Regions from separate parts of the Gossypium hirsutum genome. Here region 2 is linked to region 1. The links are chromatin contacts, called in public Hi-C maps. All regions are on one chromosome and are shown on one strand. The core of a region is the stretch at or near the end of the contact, and the rest is flanking DNA. Distances in the headings are between cores, read along the strand shown.

Evidence for each region. A called contact is a pair of places that touch in the nucleus more often than the background predicts.
Region 2: a Hi-C map of leaf shows a contact between it and region 1, with 1.9 times the contacts expected there. The contact joins the promoter of LOC107918176 here to the enhancer-like site in region 1. A contact is called at or near these places in 10 of 34 Hi-C or Micro-C datasets (callus, hypocotyl, leaf and 1 more).

The regions. Positions count from the first base shown.
Region 1 is chrA01:48,617,047-48,620,382 of Gossypium_hirsutum_v2.1, reverse strand. No RefSeq gene overlaps it. Among protein-coding and RNA genes, the nearest start is that of LOC121207798, 34 kb to the left of the region's middle. Within about 2 kb of position 1,437, at least 7 of the 9 cell types and tissues checked have an H3K27ac peak or open chromatin away from gene starts, as enhancers often do. A contact at or near this core is called in hypocotyl and leaf, where this site is marked.
Region 2 is chrA01:48,956,036-48,959,738 of Gossypium_hirsutum_v2.1, reverse strand. LOC107918176 (dihydroneopterin aldolase 2) reads right to left here and starts at 1,332. Exons shown (of 3, transcript XR_005925782.1): 1 at 572-1,332; 2 at 211-487.

The DNA.
Region 1 (3,336 bases), core at 188-2,687:
TATGTATTTATGATACCATTCTTTCTTCGTTAAATTTATTGTAATGAACTTGATTTTTTGAATAAAATGCTTCCGTTATGATTTATCTTTTTTATTTTTTTGCAAGGTGAAAGAAATTATTGTTATTTAGCGCAGTAAAAGCAAGATTCCATTATGGCAGTGAATTTGAACAATTTTGACAAAAAGTAATTTGTTGTAATTTAAGTATTGAATCCAAAGGTTGTTTTAGCCTTAAACAACAAAATGTATATATTAATAAATAATGAGGTTTTGGAAAAATGGCATGTCAAAAGCGTCGGTGACTCGTTTCTGAACAATGACCATGAACTTTCAAAGTTGGATTAATGGAAGATATATAAACGTTTATGTTGAAGGGTAAATAGTTTTCACAGTAATGTTAAAATCGCAGGACAATCTTCCCCTCTTCCTCTACACTATTTTAGGAATAAAAAACAAGCAACTTTCTCCTCAAACCATTTGTGATATAATCTTCTGTGGGTACACAGTTTTATTGTGTCAACCATTGAATCCTGCTTAATGTCAATGTTTACCGGCTAGACTTGAGAAAAAATAATTAATAGTACAATAATTTAAATAAAAATTTTTATTAGTTTTTTTTTTTAATTAAGAGATTAAAATATAAATTTATTGATTTTTTAGTGTAATTTACCCTATTTTGAAAATCTTAATTTTCAAGTTTTTTCCTGGGAAATAAGAAAGAGATAAAGTTTATAGCCGTTTCCTTTTGCATTCATATTTTCAGTAGTTTTTTTATTTAATTTTTGTACTTAAAAGAAATTAAAAATTAAATTATTTAACTATTTTAAATTAAAAATTCTAGTTTAATATTAACATTGTAAGTAAAATTTATCAATATTAAATATTGATTAAGTTATTCTCATATCATGTTAAGTTGATAAATTTTAATAAAAACTATCAACAATGATAATGGTTGTACTAGAATTTTTACTTAAAAAAATAAAAATTTAATTTTTAAAATATAAGTTAAGTATTAAGAGATGAATTTTTTATTTTTGCAATTAAGACATTTCAATTGATGTTGAGGGAATTGTAGTGGTAATATGAAATCAATTAATAGCATTTTTGATCTTTACCTCAGTTATAAAAAAAAAAGTCTTTAAACTTAATTAATTTCATTATATTTACACGTTATCTTAAGTCATAATATTTGTCAAGTCAAATGATCCTAAGGAAACAACCACAGGAATAAATTCCAGTTTCCTAATTTATCTATTATCCATCCATATTATAAAATTCTCAATTGTTTTTCTCTAAAGTTACTTCTAAGGAGGCCTAGTTGCCGCACACGGCACATGGTGTTGGTTATGGTTTCACATTCTTAGAACTGAACATGCGAACCGACAATAACCTTTTCAAACCTTGAAATAACACCTAACCTTTGCAACGTGTCTGCTTCAGACTGGTCGGCGTACATTCTTTGAACCATTCCATCAAACACCTACCGCCCACTATTTTGAGCTGTTCTACAAGCTGGCTCCACTTCATTTCTTAGTTCATCTATCAAAATCTAAATTCCTATTATATATATAAGAAACCCCCACATCTTGAAATGTCAATTGCTTACAAAATTTGAGTAATTTCTTTTTCTTGCAAAAATTTGTATATTTGCTCCGTTTGTTTTAAGAAATGGCAGAGCTTTGCTTCTCTAAAGGCATTATGATCATGTTTGTTGCCGTTGTGCTCTCACTCACCACCACTGCATCAGCTCAGGACAGTGCAATGGCGCCTGCGCCGTCAATGGATACCGGAGCTGCTTTCTCGCCGGCGGTTTCCGGAATTGCGGTTATGTTCTCTCTGATTGTTTCCCTTGTTGCGCTTTTGAAGCACTGAATTGAGTACATTTGAGTGATTGAGTATTGTATCATATTGAGTTTATTATTAATTAATTACTAATAATTACTGTTATTGGTACGTATGATATCAACTTTTGTGTGGTCATGGTTTTGGGCTTTTGTGTTGTTTCTTTACTCTTAACACAAACTTCAATTTGATTACCGGTCCTATAATTATTAAAAACATATATATTAAATTTATAAAATCGATTTAATTAATTTAAAAATAAATTTTTATTTTAATTTTTGATATTTTTACTGATTACAAACAATTTACTGATTCAAATAATAGCTATTTATAGCTGCAAGTACAATCACTTCTGTAATCAATATTTATAATTGTTGAACCGTCTAACAATACCAGAATTTTTATAGCTGGACGGGATTCGCAAGAACACGCAATATGAATATAACACAATACGGACACAGTGACAACAATTTTTAGGAAACGAAGATACAAATACAACAAGGTACAACAATAAGAAATATATTTTTTTATATTAAAATACTTTTTTATTCACAATCATTTTATTAAAATAATAGTAACACTTGATTATTTAATCTTAATTAATTAAAATATTTTAAGCTAAATTTTCTACAAATTAAATGTTGTTATTAAAGATAAAAGTGAGTAGATAACAGAACTTAAGAGTTAAAAGAGAATTTTATATTTTATTCATTAATGAGAATGTTTTATTATGCTTCTCTAATCTCTATATTTATAAACATTAAAGTCTTAATGTATAAATTTATCTTGATATAATAATAAAATGTTACTTATAGTAGTTTAAGTTAGAGGTGTGCATGGCCGGGCCGGGTTCAACTAAAAATTTATACTCGTTTGTTAGGTCCGAGTTCAAAAAATGGACCTAAAATTTTATCCAACCCGACCCGAATAAAAATGTTAAAACTTGGTCCCGACTCGACCTGTCCATATTAATTTTTATATAATTTTAAAATATATATAATACATCAAAAATACTAAAAACATCAAAATAAGTATGTCCCAATAAATTGAAAATAAAATTTAAAAAATATGTATACTTAAATAACACTAAAATAGATGCAACTTAACAAGCAAATGACTCTAAAATAATAACAAAATTAACAAATATCTTTAAAATAATAACAAAATTAACAATAAAATAAGTTTTATAAAATATCCAAACAATAACAACAAAATAGTAGCAACATAATAGTAAAATGGTAGCAAAATAGGGAGAAAATAATAAGAAAATAATATTAAAAAACATATTTTTTTTGTCATTTAGTGCATTCGGGCTGAGCCCGAGCAAAAATGCCTTACCCGAGGCCCAACCCATTTTTTAAACAGACCTTATTTTTTTGTCCAAGCCTATTTTTCGGGCTTATATTTTACTCAAACCCTTTTACATTTTGGGCAGGCATTCAGGTCAAGTCGAGTGGCCTGACCATGAATAAGTCTAGATTAAGTATAGCATTG
Region 2 (3,703 bases), core at 83-2,582, 340 kb before region 1:
AAAAAAAATAACTCATATACAGTCTTTTCTTTTATGTAAAAGGAGTATTTCATAAATTAAAAAAAAAAAAGTAATACGATATTAAATACGACCATAGGCATCGAACTTCAATACGGTCACAACTCGGACACATTCCATTACACTATAAACAAACATGAAGAAGAAAAAACACAAATACATTAATTTAAGTGAATGAGAAACCTGAGGTACCAAGCATGGATGAAAGATGATCTGTTACCACATCCACGTGACGGACTGCTCAAAGGATGATATATATTCAGGTCAGTTAGGCGCATCGATGGTTCTATATCTGATAATCTCAACTCCAAGGTAGTCGAGACAGCCATGAACAGCAACATGAGGCTTCCCAACCTTTACTCGAACTGCAGATATTTGAGAGTGATTTGTGAAGGTTTTTGATGCAATCATTTGAGCCACTGATTCCAAAAGATCATGAGATGGCCCTTCCACAACTTCCTTCACTATCCTATTACATAAAAGTCGCCAAAATTCTAATTAAAACCAAAACATAAGCTAAAAGATTCAATTCAATGTCTTTTCGGTTACTCACCGGTAAATATCGGTGTAACTAAGGGTGTCCGATAAGTTGTCAGATTCACCGGCTTTCCGAAGATCCATCCAAGCATCTACATCCACCAAGAACTTCTGACCCAGTTTTTTCTCTTCAGGCTTTACTCCATGGAAACCATGAAATTTCAAGCCCCTCAATATGATTTTGTCCCCGGTTGGTATTCCATTTCCAATACCTTCCATCCTCGTCACCTCCGGCACCCGGACTATACAGTTCGACACGATCCGACACTGGACACGGATCAGATCCGGCGAAATCGAAAGGAAAAAGAAAGGAAGAAGATACACGGCGGTGGCAGCGGCGTCGGCGATCGTCTACAACCTCTGATAAAGTAGTTGCTGGAGGAAAAGAAAAGAAAAACTGATGGGGAAAGCCCCCAACGGTAATCGGCAGTAAGAGATAAGAAGATCTTCTCGTGAGTTTACTTTTAGTTCCTAGGGTTTTTCTTGTCAATGAGGGAGTTTTTTTTTTTTTTTTTAAATGCAGATCCAGCCCATTTATTTGACAAAATAACAGTGGGCCAATTGCCAACAGCTATGACTAGGGTTAAAAAATGGTGTTAATAATGAAATACTTCGAGAGCTTAGAAGAGAACATGAAAGTGCTGAACGGAAGAAAGCAAATATAATCGTAACATCAAAATAGAAAACATATTACATGTCACTTCCCCAACGGTCTAATCTAGTTCCGCCTAAGAAAAGGAAAGGAGCTTTGGAGTTGGTTTTCAATGTAGCAGATAAGGATTGGGGTCAAGCATTTTACACCAGTCCCATACCTTTCAATTTTGTAAAATATCATTGATTTCGAAGTTGGGCTCAAAAGTTAGCAAATTCTAATTTAGCCAACTATGTACCTCTTACATTTGATCGACTTCGGATGCCGTTATGAACTCAAGAGAGGGCATCTGTTGATAGGCTTCTTGAACCTATACGAGACACATGGAGCAAAAGAACTTCTATATGTTCTAATGGCCGGTCTGATCTTCAACAAAGGCCTCTAATTAACATAATGGCGGCTTCTTTGGGTGGTGCAATGTTTATCATGGCTGTTGATTCAAGTGACAAAATTAAAGATGGCGGAATATATAGCAAGCTTGTTCATCCAGGGCATCGAAAAAATCACACCACAAAATGTCGTGCAAATCTATCCGATTTCAAAAGTACAGGAACGTTAATTGAATAAAAATTTCCTCATATTTTTTGGACTCCTTGAGTTGTTGATTGCTTGAACTTGACATTAAAAACTATCTGTGAGTATTTTGATCAATCATCTCACTATTCGGAATGCAGATGGGTGAATGATTTGGCGGATGAGGTGCGTGAAGTGAACTACTTTATCCTAGACCATAACTTGTCACAATCTATTTTCAATAGATATTCAAATGTGATGTTATTGAAGGTAGCCGAAACTAGATTTGCTTCTAACATTTTTGTGGTTGAAAGCAAAAGAAGCTTTGGAAAAACGATGTTGGACCTAGATTGGAAAGGGTTTAGGGTTAATGGAAAAAAAGACCCCATTAAACTGAAAGCAAGAAAACTCATGGATTTATTAGTTAGTGAAACATGATAGGACAAAATTAATTTTCTGTTAAAGTTCACACAGTGTATATGATTGAATTTTTCAGGGAAGTAAGACTTGATAATTAAGACTCAATGATAAAATAATAATAATAATAATAATAATAAAGAAACAATTTTTTATCATGAAGATCAAGACTTGATAACTGGACACTCAAAGGTTTTTAACGTAATTCAAAAAATTCTTGACGTTAGGTGGAATAAAAATAATATACCTATTCACTAAATGACTTATTCGCTACTTCCGAAATCTTATACTACAGAATGGTTTCAAGGTAGAAGTGGTGGCTTTCCAAGAAAAAGCTCTGAATGAAGACAAAGAAATTACATTCTATAGAGATAAATTGTGCTCTTAATGTACCAATTCATTTTTAATGATACCAGAAATGACAATTTTAGAATCCTGTTTTTTGATGATCAAGTCAATAAATATTATTATTTTATATTCACGAGCTTATTATAATGTTATATTGATTTTCAGTCTGAAAATTTTATTGGTTGAATAATTAATTAGGTTATAAAGATTAAATCGTAAAAATTATAAAAATTAATCATTACTGAAATTTTGTAATTAAATGGCTTAAAAAGAAATTGTTCAAGGGTTTATGTGGCAAATAGACCCTAATGTTATGGCATGGGCGATTAAGACATAAATTTTGGCCTTATTTTGTTATGAAAATTGGTTAAAAATTAAGAATTAATAATAATAAACAAAAGAAACAAAAGTGGAAAGAAAGAGAATTTTCTTCCTTCTTATCTTCTTCCACCGTTTCATCACCATTGAAGAGGGAGGAAAAAGCTTCAAATATTCCAAGCATTCGACTTATGCATGTAAGTAATTTTGAGTTACGTTTTTGGTAAATTTTATGTTTTTGAGGTTTTGAAAATTTGATTTAGTTAATTTAGGTATTGAATCGTAAAATTGCTAAAGTTTTTGAAATATTATGGTTCTTGAAGCTTTTGATATTAAATGATTTGATTGTAAGCTTAGATATGATTAATGACTAAATTTCAAAGTGAAATTTGTTAGTTATGAGTATAGAGACTAAAATGAAAATATTACAAAATTGATATGAAATTTCTATAATTATGGACTGTAGAGAGTCTTAGAAGGATGAAATTGAAATAGGTTTGTAAAACGAAGCTCAAATGTAAAAGTTATTGTTATTTTAGTTTTAGGAACTAAATTAAATAAAATGTAAAACTTTAGTGAAATTATAAAAATGAAATTAAATTGTCATATGCAAAGAATGGGTTGTTATCAAGTAATTGAGGTTGATAATTTGAAATGAATTACGGTATAAATCAAGATAGATAATCAAAGAAAGGAGAAAACTGCCGATTAGTCCTTGACACTTCAATTGTCACTAATTTTACCTGGTAAGTTCAAATGTAAGTTGTTTATAATGTGCAAAACAAATAATCTTAAATGTGTTTTTTATTTATCAATTTTTTATTTGGTGCAAGTGAAAAGTCTTTTTGGATTTGTTTTGAAAATAAAGTCAAATTTTAAAAATATATATTATTAAATGTG